Linked DNA regions of Drosophila melanogaster: regions 1 and 3 are each linked to region 2. A link is a contact called in public HiChIP or PLAC-seq data. All regions are on one chromosome and are shown on one strand. Each heading gives the region's core, a stretch centred on a gene start, on an enhancer-like site or on the middle of the called end of the contact. The rest is flanking DNA. Distances are from core to core; before and after follow the strand shown. Region 1 overlaps Rnf11 (Ring finger protein 11). Region 2 overlaps pan (pangolin). Region 3 holds the start of PMCA (plasma membrane calcium ATPase).

Region 1 (3,750 bases), core at 1,044-3,543, 220 kb after region 2:
AACGCATAATTACTGTCCATATGAACTAGTATTTGGTAAGACTAGTAATTTAGCAAAACAATTTAGTAACATAGATAATATAGACCCTATATATAACATAGATGATTACGCTAAAGAAGTTAAATTTAGACTAGAAAACGCGTATAAAAGAGCACGCATATTATTAGAAAGAAATAAAGTAAAACAGAAAACCAGTTATGATAACAAAGTTAGCGATTTTAAACTAAAAGTAGGAGATAACGTTTTAATAAGAAACGAAACAGGTCACAAACTAGAACCAACGTATCTAGGGCCATTCGAAGTAATTAGAATCGAAGAAAACAATAACATAGTAATTAGGAATAAAAAGAACAAAGAACAGAAAGTTCATAAGGATAGGTTAAAAATATATAATTAATGAAACGTTTTATACAAAATAAATAACTAAAAAAAAAAAAAAAGGGTCTGATCAACCGAAAAAAAAAATTTAATAAGTTTTTGTCTAAGAAAGTTAAAAATAGAAGCATAACGTAATTATAAACAACAAAAAAAAAAAAAAATATAAAAAAAAAAAAATTCTTTTACACAAATTATTCTGAGACCAAACTTTTTCTAATAGAAAGGATAAATAAGAAATAATATAAGAAAAAAAATGTTTTAATTAATTAAATGACTACATATATTACGTCATTTCTCTAAAAAGGGAGGTGTAGTGTATCTACCCTCACTATAACTCTACTCTACATATATATAAGTAACGTACATACATTGTGACACTTTGTTGCAAACACAAATAAACATAATTCACATCAAAGACCACATGCACTTACATAAACACTCCAGCCAATGAAATACGATCTAACGCTTATACATAAGCCGATCGCGGAGCGTGAGAATGCTGAGCATGCACTTAGCAGCTCAAGTGGTCAAGCCATACATAACATATGTATGCCTTCTGCATACACATGTATATGTATATACAATATATACAATATGTACAATATGTAAGAACACCATGTACGGGTAGCTGTACCCAAAGACAGCAACATAGGATTCATTCAAATAAAACGATTCAAACGGAACAGACGCTCTGAGCTATTCAATATCTATTACACTGAGCTATTACTTATTACTTATTACAATATATATATAAATTGTTTTACCAACATTAATTCTATATTTGGTATAACAAAAAAAGATTAAATAAAATGTGAGATTTATTTAATTCCGGCATTCATTTCATTTCTGTATAAGTATGGGTCTTGTTGGATTCTGGGTAGCCCTTTTGGCTCTCTCCTGCTCATAGCATACATGGTGAATGTCCAGAATAATTCTTATAATTTTAAAGTTTACGAAGACGAATCCTTTCGTTTTTTACTATATCATGAATTGTTAAAAATGAAATAAAAAACAAGCTTAGCATAAAAAGTTACAGGATAAAAGCGAAAATGTGTTCTCATCTATTTCTTATGATCGATTTTTACTAACATACGTATTGTTTGCAGCTTAGCTCACAAAGCAATTCGACGGCCATGAAATTAACTTCAACAGAGTCGGATTGTTCTTTATTATCTTAATTACGAAACAATACGTGCGTAGATTTAGATGAATGAATTCTGGCTTTTGATTCAAGACAGAGTACCTGAGGATTTTTGCCGAAATAGCACGAACATTTAAATTTGAAAAAAGTTCTGGTCCTCGTTATAGATCCGTGCTTTTCTGTTTCTTTTGCACCGTTTGGTCGATTTATTATAGTGCTAACCTTTTCCACGTGTAAGTAAATAAAACATGTTTATTCATTGAATCATTTATTACATGTAAGACGATAAAATATTAATTAATGGCTTCAGTGTGCGAGACAAAACCGATCCGCTTACATTTTGAGTTAAAGGTGGTTATAATCAATGTATGTATGCCCTTGCATTACAATTATATTAATATTAAGTACTTTATATATTTTGTTAGCATACATACTAACAAAAAAAATTAGAAATTTACATTTTTTTTACGGATTATTTTTGCTGAATTACAAAATGCTTTTTAACCAATTCACAGCTACATTGCTGTTATCCTGAACAAAACCTTTTTTTATAAAAATTCCAAGCTGTGCTAAGGATTTCTTAGAATTGTTATTTCTGAGAATGTGTGCGGTTTATTTTTATATGGATATGGATGCCACTGAAATTTAAACTGCAGTTTCAGTGTGACTGTGGGATGATAGACGTTCGACATCAATTTCGGGTATGGTCAGCTCATCAGGTATATTATCGGCATACTCAATGGAAGACGTTTCCGAAAGGCGTTTGCTCAACGAAGTCTGCTTACGCAGTACCTCTGCCAGGGATGTGTTGGTGTGATCACCGTAACGGGCGTCCAGACCCTGGCGGAATGCGTTTACCACTCGTATCTAAGCGTACATTTAGTAAAAAGAAAAGAACAACACCAAGAACAGTGACAAAAGGGACATAAACAATAGTATAAGAAGAACATCTTTAATCATTCAAGCTAAAGATCCAATTATACATATATGAACATACTTTCTTTTATGTATATTTCTAGTTCAAATTAAATACAAATATTATTTTGACAATTCTTACTACGAGCAGATGCGACACATAAATGATAAGATAGATCTTAAGTTAATAATGGGATATCCAAATACCAATTAATTCAGACGGACAAATAATCAGTAACAACACTTCATATGAGTTGCTTATTCTTTTTAATATTTCGCTTATTTTGTTCATAATTCGGAGGACTGTAGCTCGGTAATTTACCAATTAATCAGCAATCTAAAATTAATTTGCCTAATCATGCATTATGCGACAACCTTTTTTTGATTTTATTTAAGTGGTGACGAACAAACACATTAAAAAACTAAGTATATCGTTCTTCTACATGATGGAAGTTTAAAGCAAAACCAGTGGGCACGAAAAACCAACTAAATCATAATTAAAAAAGAAATATAACCATATATATTTTGGATATAGGTGGGTTAAAAATTCGGCATATTAAATTAAGCTTGTGGTTGACACACAATACGCCTATTAAATTGCCTTGCCTTTCATTACCTTATTATTACGGACAAACAGACGATTTAAAAAAATTGTGTTCTTAGTGAATAGACAAACGTACTACAAGTATATCATCGTTCATTCTTATAGTTACGCTTTTGCCGAGATAGAATTTAATAATTCGACTTATTTTAAAACTGTAAAAATAACATAAAACAAAATTGTTAAGGCTTACAGCTTGATCAGTGTTGCTCTTGCTATATGGGACCGGAATCAAGCGTTCTTGCAATTCGCCGCCTATTACCTTTAAGAATGAAGAGAAAGAGAGGGAGATAGAAAGTAATACAGAAAATATAAGTGGGAAAGAGTAAAATAGTCATAAAAAGGTTGAAATTTATATTAATCTTGCCGCTATAAATGGATCACTACAAACACTTTGGCTTTACTGTACTAATTTTTTAATTCTTAAAAAGCAAATAAATATATGTTTAACTAGAGTTTAGGTGTTGAAAAGTAAACAAAAATATGTAATTATCATAACAATGTACGTTTTTGAAAAATTATCAAAATACAATTAATCATGTAATAGTAGTAGTAAAAGTGGAGGATATGAATAAGATTTTTACCTAATAATAATTCTGGAAAGGACACACCAGGTCTGTTATGGGAAATTATGACAATTGTTTTATATATGCTAAAGAAAATTAATTATTATATAAAACATTTTTTGATGCACTAACATTAACCCATTTATTAC
Region 2 (3,787 bases), core at 615-3,114:
ATAATACTTAATTTCGGCTTCACCCCCGAAACTCTAATCGTTGTAATAATTACTAAAAAAAATTTACTATGATTATAAGAAAACAAATAAATTTTAAAGAAATGAGAGTGTCATAAGAATAATTATGATTACGCAGTTTCATAAAGTAAAATAATATGCTTTAAAAAAAAATAATGTGAGTAGGTTATTTTGGAAAACATTCTGGTTGCATTAAAATTTAACTTTTACCATTTATCTCCAACCGTTTTTAAGATTCATAACTAAGCTCGGCATTTGTACGATCCCAATAAATAAGTTAATGAACCTATATTATGAAACCAAAAAATTTGTGAAATTAATAAAAATAATTGAACTTTAAATTTACATCAAGTTTAGAAATTCAACAAATACACTGCTGTGATAAATCTAATTAACGATTTATATAGGGCTCTAGTCACATAGATACATATTATATGATTATAAATCTATATGTATATATGTATATGTATTTAAACGTGTACATACAGTTATGCACACATTTACATATATATGTATCAATCGTAAACATATAAATTTATTAAGAATCTGCGTTACAACAGTTCGGTGGTCATGATAATTCAAGCAAACTAACAAATCATATGTAATCAGAAGAATGTAAAGGCCATTGCCAATTTAAAAGACTGTTTAACACAAATTTTATACGTTTAATTCCAAAATTTATCAGTACACAAAATTGCTATATAATGCTTTAGTCTTTATGTTTAGTGCAAATCGTTATCTAAAATGTAATGTTAGTATAAAAATAAATATCATAAGCTTATTATTTTTCGATATTTGCGGTTCCATCGTGCTTCCATTGTCTGTGTTTTTGTAAAATATTGCTTTTTATTCAAACGACATCGCAACTTCATTTGTTTGATTAACAAATTCCTTATTATTTCATTTCTATAATTTGTGTAAAAATCAATTAAGTAACACGAGTAATACACTATAATAAAAGTACCCCATCAAATCAATTAAGTGGATCAACAACGAATATGTAAATATATGTTGCATATACATGAAGTATTCTATATAAATTCTTTTTATAATGTTAAAAATGAGTTTGTTTGCTTTTTTTAAGCTATAATTAAATATAAAATTAAATTTCATTTTTAATACTGCAATATTGGTCGACTGATGGATTCTTAGCGTAAGATAAGGTTTAGATAGTAGAAAGGGTTAACAATCGTATACTAAACCTACGCAGATATACAAATTTCTAATATTAAGATGATAGTAATCACAAATATAAGTTTAATAAAATAGTATGTATACACATAGGTAATAAATAATGTACGAAATATAGAAATAATGCAAAGATATTGAATAACAATAAAAACAAAATTAAACTATTAACTTTTTATATACTGACGCACGGCAGAATTATTGATGCAATTCTTAAATTTTTATAAGACGTGCCTTGCAAATATAGGAAATGTTACGTCGGTATGTAAGTTCATACACCCGAGTGCCAATTGGATCGTCGCAAGTCGCGCAAATTGATCCCCCCTTTTACCAAGGTCATTAAAAGTTATGTCATCCTTTTTGCCCTACAGCACCCTGTAAAATGTTCTCATTCTATTGTATTTGTCTTCATATTGTATATTTATTGAATAATTGCTGGCTTGTGCCATGGGCATACATTAAAAGATATAAAGAAAATTCGGTGACTGTGTTCCGTCAAACTTACCTCAATCCCATCCTGGGCGATGAGATCTGGACCCTTGATCCTGGGCATTTCTACATATTAGGTTGTAATTATACATACATATACACCTTCTCCAATATAGTACAGATTAAAAACATTTACAGAAAAACAAGCACCATCAAGAAGGTATTGTATATATATAAGTAGGGCCGTATGTATGCTTGTATGCAGTATGCACTGCGGCACGCTCCAGCTGCGGGGCCGCTATCTTATTCTCCGATTTCTCGTTCTCCCACTTGTTTTGCATTTTGTTTTGGTTTTTATTTTATATTTGTTAACATTTAAAATGCATGATTTCACTCTTAAATTTGTCACGGATTACTATTGCTAGTAATTACTATTACTATTATTAATTTTAATGCCATTTCCGGTTTAGGTTTGTGTCGGTGCATTGCTTAATTTGATCTGCCGACTCCGTCTTTTGATGATGTTTTCACATTTTGCATTTACTGCGATGGACGATGGATCTTCTTTAACGCATTGTGATAGGAAGCCTCTGTACAGATCTCTTCTACGCATTCGCCAGTTTCAGGAGCACTAGAAAAACTAACACCATGGCGATCAAATTAAGAATGTTCTTTGCGCCTAAGGTCTCGTCCATGTGGTAAATCAATTCCACGGCGGTGTTGTCAAAGGCCTTGGACTGCTTGCTCTCCATATTGGAACTTCCTTTCTACTGGTTGAAAATGTTTTTTTTTTTTTTTTTTTTAAATAATCATTCTATTTATTTTGGATTCAAAAGGAATCGTTCAGTCAATTCCTCTAAAACTTAACCTATTGTGTGTATAAATGTATATGAGACCAAGTGGTTTCTTAATTATTAAGTAGAAAAGGAAAAAAAAAGAATTTTTCTAGTTATTAATTACTTAATGTGTAATATTTTATACTATCCTCCGGGTAGGGAGATCGGTGGGGTGTACCCTCTTCAGCCTTCGGAGGGAGATGGGATTAGCTAGGATGTTTGCTAGTTGATTCGGGTGGACCATAAGCCTGTCGGCATAACGGCTGCTGTGAAAATTGATCTGATTGAGAGGGATAACTTTCAGATCTCTTTCGATTACCTGGTTTGTCACTTACCAGGGGAGCCCAGATGCATGGCTTGCAGCTCTCGACTGGACCACACGGAGCCTATTGAGCTGGGATTTGGCGGCAGTTCCCCACACCTGGATGGCATAACTCCACGTTAGAGCAAGTATGGCTTTGATTAAAAGAGCCTTAGAGCTCATTTGTAGTTTACTGGAGTGGAAGAGCCAGTCGAGCTTTTTTAGTTTCGCCAGTGACTTGAATTTGACCGACGTGATGTGGGCCCTCCAGGTCAGTCTCCGATCTAGATGAACTCCTAGGTAGCAGTGCGATGTGACATTGTTGACGGGGTTTCCATCAAAAGTCAGATCTGTGCAAGTTCCGGGCCGCAGGGTAAAAGTTACACAGGCTGACTTCGAGGAGTTAATGGCCACATTCCATTTGGCAGTCCATTTTCGACTGCATGCAGCCATTCCTGGACTGCGTTGGAGGTTGAAAATGTAGGTCCTTCTTCAATGGACTTCCTTAGCGACTTCTTTTTTTATCGGACTAGAGGACTAGGATAATATTTTACTATTTCCCCTATTTTGGGAGTCAATGCCCGACTGATGAACTTTGCCAATTAGAATTAGAATTTCCATGTGAACAATTGTGCCCGTTGGAATACCTATTTGACGCTCGTTATTTGTCGAGCTGCATTTTCTTTGTTAATATCACTCTACACTCCTCCTCCCTCTGTTTCAGATCCTTTGCTGCTCGATGTGTGACGCACGATGTTGCGTACGTAAAATAAATTTAGATCTGTCAGGGGAATTCGATGTAGTAAATGTAGTGGTAACGGGTAGAAATATTCTGAAACATTCTTATGTTTTATTCCTTTTATTCCTTAGCTTGCCCTACCGTGGGACCTTTAAGCTTATTAAAATCTACCCCTTGCCGGCAGTTGCTTTAATTGAGAAAACTTTAAGGAAAACTTTTACGTAATGAAGTGGCAAATAATGAAAATTTAGTTCTATGAAGAAGAATGTCGTGTAT
Region 3 (3,694 bases), core at 543-3,042, 240 kb after region 2:
GCCACGCGAACTCTTTTTTAAAATTTCATATTATTATTAGGTCTTGTAAATTTTAATCGATTTGCCAAAAAAATTTTTATCTTTGAGAAATGATTTAATATTTTTGGACTAAATCAGTTGTTTTCGCTATTTCTATCGATACGCCGAAACCATTTTGTCTACGCCCACTCTGACCCCTAAAAACCGCCCAAATTAATCCCGTCCTCATCTTAGAGCAATAAAATAAATTTTATTTCCCCAATTTCTACCGATATTTCCACTTGGACTAGCTGAGTAACGGTCATCTGATAGTTTAAATTACATTTTAAATTCGATGCAAAATTTACGAAGAACATAAACGTATACCTGTTTCATAAGTTATCTTATTTTATTGAAATTTATTGAAAGCTTTCAATTCTGAATCTGATACTCGGTTCAAAAGATTGCGGCGTTTTCAGAGTTCTTCAGTGGAACAAGTTGATCGATTCGGAAATTTCATCATCACGTAATAGAACAGAACTTGCGAGAAGGAAAGACATAAATAGTTTAAATTAACTAACAAGTCAATTTTGATGTTCCTAACATCCAATTTGTATTAATTCTTTAAATTTCCGATTCACTTATTAAACAAGACAGAATCCTATACTCAGCTAGCGGAAATGCGAGCGTAAAATTTGGCATATAGATAGATAGTGTGGAATAAAATGAGAAAAAATTAAAGTGAGTCAACAAACTTGCTCTGCGGCTTTAGAATCTTTATACCGAATCTCAAACATCTTTTATAGTTCCTGAGATCTGGATTCATACGTTCATAGATCGACTCGGCTATTGATCCTGATCAAGGATATATATATATACTTTATATGGTCGGAAACGCTTTTTTCTGCCTGTTACGTACTTTTCAGCGAATCTATTATACCTTTTACTCTACTAGTAATGGGTATAAAAACACTGTTTTCATTTACACAATTGTACTAAACTAAAAGTTTTCATATTGATGAGGTGTGAACGATTTCCATAAATAGAATAAATTCACGCATATGTATGTACGTCAGGGAAGTCATTTTACATGTATCTATTTTAGTTCTAGTTGACAAATATTCGAGCCATTGGCCAAAATTTTTGCAACAATTACATGCTAGTCGGTAACTGGGCCTCACTCTATTTTTTGCACATGTTAAATTTACATATATAGTACACACATAGTACGTGCACATGAATTTTTTGATATGAACACACAGTAAATGAACAGGTGCACAGGAAATGTATCCTATACCGTTGATTCTATATTTCCTAATAAAAACATAAACATACTCAGGGTAAAAGTATTATAAACCCAATCAATTCAAATTCATTGAAATATTCGAGACTTGTTCAAAGGAAGTGCACCCCACCTTCTCTTCACCAACAGAAATCTTACGTCATGTCACGACAAGAGCTACATACATACATATGAATTGGTGTTGGCCATATTGACCATGGAGTAATATGATGAACCTTCGAGCAAATGAAAATTGTACACATTTGGATTTGATTCTGGGCTACTCTATCAGTAACTTTCAGCTTTAATTTCATTTCGAGAACAGCGTATGTTCGGAAAACATACAATATAAAATGATATCATGTTCATTTCCTGGCCCCATTACATTCCTTTGCGTACCCATTCGTTTAACTGTTAAAAACTGCATTTTTTTTGGAATACGTACACAACTAGAAGGCGAAATAATTGTACACGACTCAAGTTAAACGCCACAATATATAGCGAAATATTTAATATAAAGTACTGACACTGTGACGCCTTCCTTTTCAGCAGTATTTATTTTTCCACAGGGAAATATATATCGATATATCAAACTTTTACTATCGAAATCACTTAGTTTTCACAAAACTGTAATATTCTAATATCGATGTATTTTCACATGTAGTGTAAAAATAAATTATTTTATTACGCCGCGCTAGCACAAATGTTCGTGTAGCATATCTCTCTTACGTCGTAATACCTCTTCACTTTTCTTTTTAGTTAAAATGTTAGAAAATCGGTTATGCCTACATATAAGTTTACACTGAACTGCGGCAAAATCTCAGCGCCACAGTTATTTAAAGAGAAGTATTTGAAAGATAGCTGTCCAGCTGTTTGTCTGAATTGTCGCATCAACTTATCTTTTGCTTGCCTATCTTACGTTAGTACTGCGACGATCACCTTCTTATGAGATAAGAGCATAAACGTTTCTTTACACTCGGAAAATATAAATGTAATTGTGTTAAAAATATATTGATTGGCACTATCACATAAAACAAAACCATGTTAAAAGCCAATACATAATTTATTATTTATTAATAAAGTCCATACTTCTGAAACCAAGAAATCGGAACGAGTTTACATATACCATAGGAATATTGTTAAAGCATTTACATATATACATTTAACATTCTATACTCTCTATTCTAAAACACCCAAACATTATGTATAATGCATAAAACTCGTTGAAAACTACATATTTTATTTGTAGAGTAATAGGGTGTACAAAATTCCTTGAAAAGTATAAAACCTTTTTCATTCTTTTCAATACCCTACGGACCATTAATTTTGAGAACCAGCATGTCCTTGTTTCGCTTTTGCACTTTGCATCGATTGAATTAGAAGAGTACAAACAACGACCTGTCCAGAAATTATTGTATATATGTATATGTATGTATATACATATATGTATGTATATCATTTATATATGATTTGATTCATATTCGCACCACAAATATTAATTCGAAAATGATCGTCAAAGTAAACATTATTTCCGACACTAAACCTCACTTAACTTATGTAACAACAATCCCTATCTAGATTTATAAAAGAAAAATTCTCTAGACTTCAAATTATTTGTGTGTTCCATTGCGTATGAACTCATTTCTGTTGAGCTGTTATAAAATTATTAAGTTTCTATTAAAAAGTAATAATATCTTCAAATATTTTTTCTGCAGTGGAAACATAGTGGAATGCTAATTTTGTAAAATACGCTTATATACTGTTTCCGCTTTTGCGGTCAAATAAGTGGGCAATGTTCAGATTTTAGCTTAAGCAATCTATGTATCGATATTTTTCTTCTGTAAGTTCACCTCTAATAAGTAATTGCGTGTGTGAGGTCTCAGTTCGGCTTTTAATTTTGATAATTCTTAATAGTGTTTGTCTTTTTGAACATTAAAAGTGAAAATTGTCGTATAGCATTTAAATATGAACTTCATATAAAATATCTCTCAAATATCAATTATTTTCCAAGATTTGATTGGCTGATTTGTTAAAGTTTTTGCGCGTAGACCTAATCCATTATAGGGAAGCGTCTAGTTCCAGCATTGCCAGGCCAAAATAAATTGTGCATTACATAGAGAATGCCTTTGGGTTTTTAGTATTTTACAATTAAAGGAAACACATAAGCACAAAGCCATTCGGTATATAAATACTCCTTTAAGTATCAGCATACCTTTGTACTAGCTGTTTTTAATGCATTCATATTTAGTATATGGTAATCATTTTTAAACATATTTATTCAAACTTTAAAAACTCGATTTAAACTGTATTTTGAGGAAATTCAGTGCTTTGATCGCAGAAGTTAAACTACAAGTAATAGTTGTGGGTTTTAAAATCTTGTCGGATGCTTTGTTTTTGTTTTGAAAGGTTTTGCATTTATGAAGCTAAGAACTAAATAAGTGTCTTTAAATCGTA

The links. HiChIP or PLAC-seq counts read pairs in DNA pulled down with a chosen protein or histone mark.
Region 1: a contact with region 2 is called in a CP190 HiChIP or PLAC-seq map of the Kc167 cell line, with 4 times the contacts expected there. The contact joins two enhancer-like sites. A contact is called at or near these places in 10 of 107 Hi-C or Micro-C datasets (the Kc167 cell line, the OSC cell line, the S2 cell line and 5 more) and 2 of 6 datasets of contacts at active chromatin or transcription factors (both in the Kc167 cell line).
Region 3: an H3K27ac HiChIP or PLAC-seq map of the Kc167 cell line shows a contact between it and region 2, with 5 times the contacts expected there. The contact joins the promoter of PMCA here to the enhancer-like site in region 2. A contact is called at or near these places in 26 of 107 Hi-C or Micro-C datasets (the D17-c3 cell line, the Kc167 cell line, the ML-DmBG3-c2 cell line and 10 more) and 2 of 6 datasets of contacts at active chromatin or transcription factors (both in the Kc167 cell line).

Annotation. Positions count from the first base shown.
Region 1 is chr4:327,043-330,792 of dm6, forward strand. Rnf11 (Ring finger protein 11) reads left to right here. Exons shown (of 4, transcript NM_001272124.1): 4 at 1,121-3,750. It overlaps PMCA (plasma membrane calcium ATPase), which reads right to left. Exons shown (of 18, transcript NM_001201587.2): 18 at 1,151-2,386. The coding sequence ends at 2,165. Among named protein-coding and RNA genes, the nearest start is that of Rnf11, 14 kb to the left of the region's middle. Within about 2 kb of position 2,294, at least 9 of the 39 cell types and tissues checked have an H3K27ac peak or open chromatin away from gene starts, as enhancers often do. A contact at or near this core is called in the Kc167 cell line, where this site is marked.
Region 2 is chr4:112,452-116,238 of dm6, forward strand. pan (pangolin) reads left to right here. Exons shown (of 12, transcript NM_001258477.2): 12 at 1-1,819. It overlaps Ank (Ankyrin), which reads right to left. Exons shown (of 12, transcript NM_001169348.2): 11 at 2,807-3,553; 12 at 2,623-2,751. Among named protein-coding and RNA genes, the nearest start is that of Ank, 16 kb to the right of the region's middle. Within about 2 kb of position 1,865, at least 22 of the 39 cell types and tissues checked have an H3K27ac peak or open chromatin away from gene starts, as enhancers often do. A contact at or near this core is called in the Kc167 cell line, the S2 cell line, brain and 3 more, where this site is marked.
Region 3 is chr4:356,865-360,558 of dm6, forward strand. PMCA (plasma membrane calcium ATPase) reads right to left here and starts at 1,793. Exons shown (of 18, transcript NM_001201587.2): 1 at 1,686-1,793. It overlaps Hcf (Host cell factor), which reads left to right and starts at 3,074. Exons shown (of 13, transcript NM_205873.3): 1 at 3,074-3,116.